Linked DNA regions of Rattus norvegicus: region 1 is linked to region 2. The links are chromatin contacts, called in public Hi-C maps. All regions are on one chromosome and are shown on one strand. Each heading gives the region's core, a stretch centred on a gene start, on an enhancer-like site or on the middle of the called end of the contact. The rest is flanking DNA. Distances are from core to core; before and after follow the strand shown. Region 1 has its middle 46 kb from the start of Tbx19. Region 2 overlaps Atp1b1 (ATPase Na+/K+ transporting subunit beta 1).

The links. A called contact is a pair of places that touch in the nucleus more often than the background predicts.
Region 1: a contact with region 2 is called in a Hi-C map of the A7r5 cell line, with 4 times the contacts expected there. The contact joins two enhancer-like sites. A contact is called at or near these places in 4 of 12 Hi-C or Micro-C datasets (the A7r5 cell line, frontal cortex, kidney and 1 more).

What each region holds. Positions count from the first base shown.
Region 1 is chr13:79,957,775-79,962,381 of GRCr8, forward strand. No RefSeq gene overlaps it. Among named protein-coding and RNA genes, the nearest start is that of Tbx19, 46 kb to the right of the region's middle. Within about 2 kb of position 1,432, at least 11 of the 93 cell types and tissues checked have an H3K27ac peak or open chromatin away from gene starts, as enhancers often do. A contact at or near this core is called in the A7r5 cell line, where this site is marked.
Region 2 is chr13:79,332,641-79,337,378 of GRCr8, forward strand. Atp1b1 (ATPase Na+/K+ transporting subunit beta 1) reads right to left here. Exons shown (of 6, transcript NM_013113.2): 2 at 3,146-3,274. Among named protein-coding and RNA genes, the nearest start is that of Atp1b1, 5.2 kb to the right of the region's middle. Within about 2 kb of position 1,746, at least 16 of the 93 cell types and tissues checked have an H3K27ac peak or open chromatin away from gene starts, as enhancers often do. A contact at or near this core is called in the A7r5 cell line, where this site is marked.

The sequences.
Region 1 (4,607 bases), core at 182-2,681, 620 kb after region 2:
TTCAGAGACTCCAGCCCAAGATGCCACTGAGAGCTCACTGCTCCCGTTAAATCTCTGCTGAGATTTGCGTGTTCTCCTGCATCCCTTACTCTCTCTACGCTGTGTAAGGCGAGCCACGGTGTATTATCACCGTCTGCTTTCTGTCTGCTGCGGGTCCTGGAGACCTGCTCTGAGCATACACCTCATTCTCCATGGGAGTGCAGGGCGCCTGGGGGTCGGCCAGGCCCACACAGGCAAGTGTCTTTGCCCTGAATCTGGACACTGGAACCCCCTGAGTCCTCGCAGCTTTTCCTGTGAACAGTTCTAATCTATATTTAGACAGTTGCTTTTCCCCCCCAGAACCATGACATTTCACTTCATCTTCTTTGTTTCAAACCTACTCTTCCCGCTTCTGGATGATTTTAAAATTTCCATCCAGCTATCGGTTACTGAATTCCCCCTGAGCTTTGTCTCAGATTATATGATTATAAGAACGTGCCACAGCCCCCACACTCCCGGCCATGTCATAGACAAGAAACTGAGCGTGGGAAAGCCAGGCTTAAGGACGGAGTGAGTACTCCGCCTCAGCTAGACCGTCCCTTAAGCTAAAAAGAAAACCTGGTTACATCTGACCCCAGTGGCATCCAGCTGCTACTACATGTTCCACGTTCTTCTCCAAGAACACGGCAGGGACACACATTCCCAAATCCCAAGCTGAGATGGTTCCAATATCCTCTACTCATGGCTTCCTTGAGCTCACAAATCTATTACCTTGTTTTAAAGGGTCGAAAATGGTGTCGGTTTCTTATATTCCTGTGGGCAGTGATCGTGCAATTTAAAAATACTCCTAATCTCTCCCAGAAGAGGGCGCTTGAACGTTATCTTTGCCAATGGCCCACTTATCTCCTGCTTGCTTTGTGGTACCTTCCCTCTAAAACTGTATCTACACGTTTCCCAGCAGAGCACACCACCAGGGTTGAGAGAAGCCAGATGCCCGGGCCTCCACTATGCAGACGCCACGGGTTCTGGAGCAAAAGGGATGTGTATTAGATCCTTTTTGGATTGATTGGAGAATAAATAAATAACTAAATAAATAAATAATAGGAGACTGAAATCAGAAGAGAGTCGGGGTGGGGGGTTGGGGTGGAGTGTTAGTTCTTTAATCTTGAGTCAGCTTCTCTATGCAGGGCGAATATTGAATCCAAACAAGGTTCCCAAAGCCCCTGTCCGTTACACCTATAATTTCCTCTCCTCCCTGGTGCCCATCTCTCTAGCACGTTTCCTTAGGTCTAGAGTCTAGTGTCCTTTCCTTTCCTTTCAAAGCACTACAGCAGGAGCACACACTCTATGTTCTGTGTGGGTCACAGTGCAGCTTCAGATCACTGTCCCCACAGCTGCCACCAACTCACCAGCCCCCTCCCCTGATCTGTCTTCGAGAAACTTGGCAAGGCCAGTGACTCAGCCAGTAGGCATTCCTGGGCCATGAGGGAGCATGCATTTAGCTCTTGTCATAGGTTCAATTGGGACTGTATTCTGAAAAGTTCCTGCAAAGCAACTGCCAAGCCAATAACAAATTTTATAACTCCTTTGTAGTCTGATTTTTAATAATATTTTATTTATTCATTATAAATTCCATTTAAGCATACAGTGCACTTTGGTCATACCCACCTCACACTACCTCCCTCCAATTCTTCCAGGAACCCCGAACCCTTCTGTCTGTCTTCATATTGTTGTGTTATCCTCGTTAGCGGCAGCAGTGGCAGCAGCAAGACCGGAGAGACTGCTCAGCAGTTAAGAACACGGGCTGCTCTTGCAGAAGCATCAAGTTCAGTTCCCAGCACCTGCGAGATGGCTCACCGTCTGCTGTAACTACAGTTCCAGGGATCCAATACTCACTTCTGACCTCCACAGGCATCAAGCACTCGTGTGGTACATAAACATGCATGCAGGCAAGCACACACACACACACACACACACACACACATATACACACACAGACACACACAGACACACACATAGATACACACACACATATACACACACACACAGACACACACACATATACACACACAGGCACACACAGACACACACATAGATACACACACATACACACACACATACACACACAGACACACACATGCACACACAGACACACACACATATACACACATACATACACACACAGACACACACATAGATACACACACATACACACAGAGGCACACACAGACACACACACACAGACATACACAGACATACACACACACACACACACACACACACACACACACACACACTAAATTTAACAATAATAACCCCTAAGTCTATGTTCTGAGCACATAGTCATGGATGTAGAGCCATCTACTATGGCATGCGTAGCCTACAAGATACCAAATCACTTCCCAAAAGGAAAGTGAGACCTCCCCACATCCCCCACCGACCCCTCTGTAACCCAGGCTGGCCTCACACTCGCTCCTGTCCTAGTCTCCTGGATGCTGAGGTCGTAGCCATGAGCTGCCAGACTCAGGTTATAAACTCACAAGCTTTACTCTTGTCAGCTCACCCAGTGGAACTTACCCTGAAGAAATAAAGAGAAGGGGCATACATACATATGTACATACATACATACATGTGTGTAAACATATATGTATATGTATGTACATGTATGTGGTAAGATATTCTTTGTAGCTTAAGTGTTAGCTTCACAGAGCCCCAAATTTTGCTGAAAACTTACATAAGTCCATTAAACAAAATTTTACTATGAGGCCCAGGCTGGCTTTGAACTCAAGTTCTTCCTGCCACAACCTCCCAAAGCTAAGGGTCAATGTGACCAGCTTCAGACTTTGTAGATATTTTTTTAAAATTGGATACTTTTTATTTACATTTCAAATGTTATTCCCTTTTCTGGTTTCCTGTCCATAAACCCCGATCCCATCCCTCCTCCCCCTTCTTCTATGAGGGTGTTCCCTCACCCATCCACCCACCCTTTCCCGCCTCCCCACTCTGACTACACTACACTAGGGAGTCAAGCCTTGGCAGGACCAAGGGCGTCCCCTCCCATTGGTGCCCAGCAAGGCCATCCTCTGCTACACATGCAGCTGGAGCCGTGGGACTTTGTAGATCTTAATTGTCTCTATTTGAGACCAGCAGTCTGAACCAATATTTCTTTAAAGCTTCATCACCTCACATGGAAAGTTATCTTTTCAGCCAGAAAAAAAGCAAAAGGGGGGTCAGAGATGGTCCAATTGGTAGCAGTTCCCACCTTCTCTTACTTTAATATTATTGGAACATTTGGCCACATACGACTGGCTGAGACTAAGTTACTTGTTATAAAACTGAGTCACACATCAAGTTGGATTTGACTTTACTATATACAGAGAAAACTTTAAGCTAAACTTGAAAGATACACAGCGGTTGCCTTAGGTCAAAGAATTCACCTTAAAGTAAATGGACAAGATGAGCTCTTATGCAGAAGAATTATAATAGAATGCTATGAAAGATGGGGAATACCATACAATTAAAGTTTAGAAGCTGTATCCTAAAATAGCATACAAATTGGATACAATTAAAGCTCTATAAATAGAAGATAATGTGATAAGATGGAACTCGTTCTCAAAGTAAGAGAACTGAAAGCAAATTTTTAAGTGTATTAAATTCCCTTTAATTCTGTGGCATTTTCTTTTCTACTTCAGAAGGAACACGTTTACAGAAAGACAAGTCATGCTATTTGTGAAGGTAAAAGTGTAAAGTCCTTCGAGATATGTTTTTCCCGTGAATTGTTTCTTTGTTGATACACAGTCTTACTGGGCTGGCTGGCACTCCCTGGGCATATGAAAATGGCCTCCAGCTTGTGATGATCCTCCTGCCTCTGGCTCCTGAGTGCTGCCTGTCACTGGGTATCTGAGGACACAGTCCTCCCCTGTCCTGGTCCTGGCTAGCTGTGGAGAGAGCAATGACTTTCCTAAAGGATCTCGGCCAGTGACGTGTAACGTCCTCACAACTATCCTGATAAAAGACAGGAGCTCAGATTCTCTGCTGTCCAGTGAGACAACCACCTACCCAAGTATCAGGCAGTAGCCAAGCGTCCCAACCCCTCGTCTCAGGCCAACCTCGAAATGTAAGTTATCCAGTCTCATTGAACAAATAAGATGAAACTCAGCCAACTTTCAAAACTGTGCCAGTTTGTCCACTCAACAAGGCGGGGCTGGCTTCAAATTAGGTCTGCTCATCTCTCAAGATGGTGGCGACATTCCTCTCCCACAATGCATTATCATGAGGTCAAGTGGGGGGTGGGGGAATCTAATATGGAAGAAGAGCTTAATGCTTACAATTGGCCACTCAGAGCTGGTTGCTTAGAGCTCATGGCTAAAACCTATAGCTAGGACTTGTCCTCAAAATCATTCTTTGGTTGCTTTAATAGTGGCCTTGGAATCTGAAGAGAGCATTTGTTCCTTAGTTAGATTTTAATCAGGAAAAAAATCCATTTTTCTGCAAACACACTAAGTTTGATGTACAGAAGGGGAAAATAAAACTTTAGGAGACAGGAGGCAGTGCTTGAGGGGATGGGGAAGGGTGAGGGTCAGTTAACCATCTAGAACACCATTTCAGTTAGGCTTTCATCTTGGCTT
Region 2 (4,738 bases), core at 496-2,995:
CTTTCTGAATGTTTTCTAATCCACCGACATTCGAATCCTTTTCAGGGAAAGCTAAGGACAACGGACCCACACCATGAAATTTAAGTCTGCAGCATCCCCATCTTCCAAAACTCGCTGTCTGCAAATGCAGAGCCTTCTGCTTCTAGTGGAAGGAGAGACAGAAGGGAGGGAGGCTGCTGCCGACAGCTGCTTCTACTGTACCTCTGCTAAGTGCTAACATTCTGCTCCTAGCTCCTGTCTGATCATCGCAGGCTATTCCTCCATAATGAAACTGAGGTCTGGTGTGGTCAGTGGTGATGGAGTGGTGGGGGCTGGGTTCAACTCCAAAGTGCCTCCTCTTCCTTCTTAGGCTGACATAACTCCAGGAAGCTCTGCCGAATAGCTCTGAGCTTTAAACACGGCTTTAATACTTACTACATTAAGGCGGCAGAAGGTTAGAAATGGCGAATTTTTTTTTTGAGCTATGAAAATGGCTATTTAATAATATGCGTCAACATCTCATCCAGGACTCTGCTCTCTGGGTGGAGTGAGCAGCTTAGATCTAACAACCGCAGCAGTAAGACCTGAGAAGGAACAGAATCTACTGCTCAGAGTCCAGAAATCACATGACTGCTTTGTCCTTCAACTTCCCTTCCATTTTGTATCTTCCCCCTCTGTCTGTGACTTTCCCATTGGGCCTATTATATTATTCATTATACAACCTACACAATTATTGCCGGGCAGGATTGCCACAGCTGTATCTGCCCCCTCTTCTCTACCCTCTCTGTTTGGAAGATATCTGGTTACAAGGGATTTCGATGTGTAAAAGGCATGCCAAACATGACCGACCATGTTTGTATTCCAGCCCCAAGGTCAGAGGACTAGTATCTTTAAGTGCTATAGTCTCGCACACTTCCCTTGCACACCTTGACTTGGATCTCCCTCCTTACTTCAAGACAAAAATGTAGACTTGGAGACATTAAGTGGAAGCCAAAAGATCAGAATACTCCTCTGCATTTATTCAGTCTGCAGAGTTAATGAACCCTTAATACCTTCTAAATGTGCGTTTTCAACATCTGTTCTGAAAGATACCAAGAGGAGGGTCCAGTTAGGGTCCCTCAGGGGGTGCAGAGTGCTCAGGACTGTCCAGGAGCTGTACTTTTCACCAGCCAGGGCTCTACCGACCTGACTCAAAGTTACCATCCTGTTTGAAAAAGTGTCAGGAGAGGAAGAGAAAACCCCACATGGTTAGGACAGGGTGACCTGTAAACTCTGCTGCTAAAGTAAAAGCTACAGACAGAGACAGGAATCACTAAGTTGGAAAAAAAACCACGAGATGACTGGGAAGGTGAAGCACTGAAAACTTCGCCTGTGACTCAGACCAAAGGACAGGAATGCATGCTTCCAAGATGAGCCACTCACATTCTTTGGAGAAGTGAGGGTTTGTCAGGTCAGACCAACTGTGGCGAGCACACTAAATATAGGTGCTCATAGAAAAGGCTGGGAAAGAAAAGAGGGAGATGGGGTGGGGGAGGGGACTGAGCACCTCAGACAAGCAGGGCAAGGTCAACTGCAAATCCTCACTTAGCATCCCGCCCTTGGATTGTTTATTTTAGAAGGTAAAGATTTTGGTTTTTTTGTTTTGTTTTGTTTCAGAAAAGTATCTGGAAAAAATTTTTTTAATTTTATTTCATTAGTTCTGCAAGCTTGGTGGCACACGTCATTAATCCCAGCACTTGGGAGGCAGAATCCTGATGATGGGTCTGCATTTGTTTAAGGCCAGCCCAGTCTACAGAGTGAGTTCCAGGACAGCCAGCCCTACACAGGGAAACCCTGTCTCAAAAAATCAAAAACTAAAAATAAATAAATGACTTACTTCTCCAAAGTGTATATAGTCTTTTTTTAAAAAATAAAGGTTGACTGTGTGGTCATCTTTGCTCCAAGTTTAAGTTATTATAAAAAAAATCATGACTGAAGAACAAGTTAGTGGCAAAACCAAAGAAATAAGAGCTCTGTACAAAATGACTGTCGCTACTTGTGCTGAGGAAGGACCCTGGCAGAAGAGGACATGGAAGACAGATCTTAAACCACAGGAGCCCATGCATAACACCCAAGAGCCTAAAGTTCTCAGCACATCAGAACCTTGCTCCGACCTTCCCTAAGACCCACCTTTCGGTACACAGAAGAGCTGCAGGAGTCTGTGGATCACGAAACAGGTCAGGTCGTTGCATATACTCACACGTTCTCTTTTTTCACTTCCCACCTACGTGTATCTGAAAACACCCTGGGTCTTCCCTTGTGCCCAGAGGACTGTTGACTTAGTTCCGTGAGATCCTGTTTGCCACCTGTGCATTCTGCACTTTCTTCCTCCTCGTACCCAAGGAAAAGTGCAAGACACGTCTTCGACAGGCCCTGCTCCGGGTTTGCACATGCCCAAGACTGTCACCTACGGATGGCTGTTTCCAAACTGAACCCTTGCCCGCACAAGACACCACACTGCCACCCCCAGCTGCAACCTCAAGGTCATTTATAAAGTGAGAACTGAAAGTTATACAATACACAACTCATTCCTGCTCTCCCAGCTCTGTCCTCCAGGCGGAAGAACCAAATGGAGGACTGCCTTTCCTATGAAGATCTTTTTTTACCTCTCTTTTTTAGAGAGAACCGAGACAGCCAAACGGGAAAGAGGGCTCACAAAACCCTAAGGGTATTTGAGGTATGTGAAGAGGGTGTTTGTGTTCAAGGTCAAATCAACAGGAGAGAGAATGACCCCCTGAAATCATGGTTCCTCTGTGAGCATGACGTTTTTAAGGATTTATCACAAGTGAAAAAAAAATGTATTAGAGCCAAAAAGGCCCTAGAATGAACCCGCTGACCAAGCGCTTGAGTGTTAAGGCTAAGGAGAGTGAAGCCCCCAACAGGGCCTGATGTCAGTCACACAGTGGGGCTGCGTGTACCACCTTCACCCCAGAGCTGTGTAAGTCAGACATCTGCAGTCAGACATCTGGCGCTCAGCCGCAATGCGGGCAGAAGCCATAACTGCAGCACCGCTCCCGATTCCTCCCCATGCTTAGCTTGAAGCTCTACTGCCCAGTTTTCTGAAGGTGTCTTCTCCGCTGGATGTGGAACCCTTTCATCTCTGGAGAAGCCCCTCCCTGGGTTTTACCTGGCGGGGCCACACGGTCCTGGTACGTGGGTTTCAGCTCACTGATGGTAAGCAGCATCACTTGGATGGTCCCGATGAAGATGCCGGCCAGGCAGCCATAGAATATCACGTAGAACAGAAGGATCTTAACTGTGGGGAGAACAGACAAGAGACGGCTGTGATGTAGTCACGGGCTCTTCCTGGTTCCTCTTCAGCCTGTTTCTCTACTGATCAAAAGAGGGAGCCACACTTTTTTGGAAGGCACAGGTGGAGAAATGCTCTACTGTAGCTGAAAGGCTAACAGGAAGTCACTTCCTTTTCAGAACAGAAAATCAGCAGCAAACCTGCAGTTGCGTTCACACGCTTACGCAATGCATCTGATACTTGGCCGTGTGTCCCCTTAGGGGCGTCACTCGCCTGTCCCCCAAACCCTGAGATGACTAAGAACAACCAACTCAAAAACACAGGTGGAGCTCTCCTTCACAAGTCGATGTCTACAAAGCACTGTCTTTTCCTTCAAGGACACAGGGCGGCAACTGGAACCAATCGAACGTACAAAGGAAACCCTATGGTACAAAGGCCGCCATCTTTACCTCATCATCTGACCAGAAGAGTAAGGACTGCTTGTGTAAGCTACATTTTCTTTTTCTCGCGGTTTAACAATAAGCAGGCTGAAATAGCTACAAATGAACTTTAAAAATAAAAAAGCAAGCAAACAAACCAAAACCACCTTGAACCAACATGAAGCCAGTAGGCTGGAATCAGGCTATCAGTTACTGATATACAAGGATTATCTCTCCGATTAGCAGAACAGTAACAGGCTGTACTAGGCATCGCCTGGCTGTGCTGAGCCAGTCAAACGCCTCATCTAGATGGGAAAAGTGGAAGCAAGAGACCTGAAAGGTTATCAGAAACATGGCTGCAAAGGGGGGCACAGGTTCCTTCTAAAGGGTCCCTGGGAAAGCCACAGGGTGAAGGGATTATTGAAAAGGCATATATGTACATGCTGGGAGGGGGCCAGGAATGAAGTGGACATGAGAGTTGTGGAAATGAGCAACGCAGCCCTCGCCATACATGGAAAAACACCAGCTTTCCCCTCAGGAATACACACTTCAAGACAGCAGTGTTACAGAGCTATTGAAACAAACCAGACACACATAAAAGTCCACACAAAACGTTGAACCTCATCCCTTGTCTCCCCGACATAAAGATACAGGCAAAGATGAGAAGAGAGGAGGCTGCATCATCTAGAACCACAGCCCCGCCCCCCCCACTTCTGTCCCTTCCTCCCGGCATGACAAGGGTTAAATGCTGCATTTGGTATCCAGGCAGCAGTAGGCAAATGGCAAGCTTGTGACGTCAAGGGATCTGGAAAATTTTTTCCAGCGAACGAAGAGGTACAGAGTTGGTATAACCCAGTCGGCGAGAAAGCCCAAGAGCCTGGCTTCTCGGCTGCTGTCTTGTCGTGTTGCCCTTCCAATGCCACCCTGGGTGCTCTTAGCTTAGCCACATTTGCCTCTCCTAACAACTACCACCTTTCTACTCATATCCTGGACTCCAGGTAGATAATCCTAACCTTAAAAGGCACAGAACCGAGGCTACTATTTAAAAGAC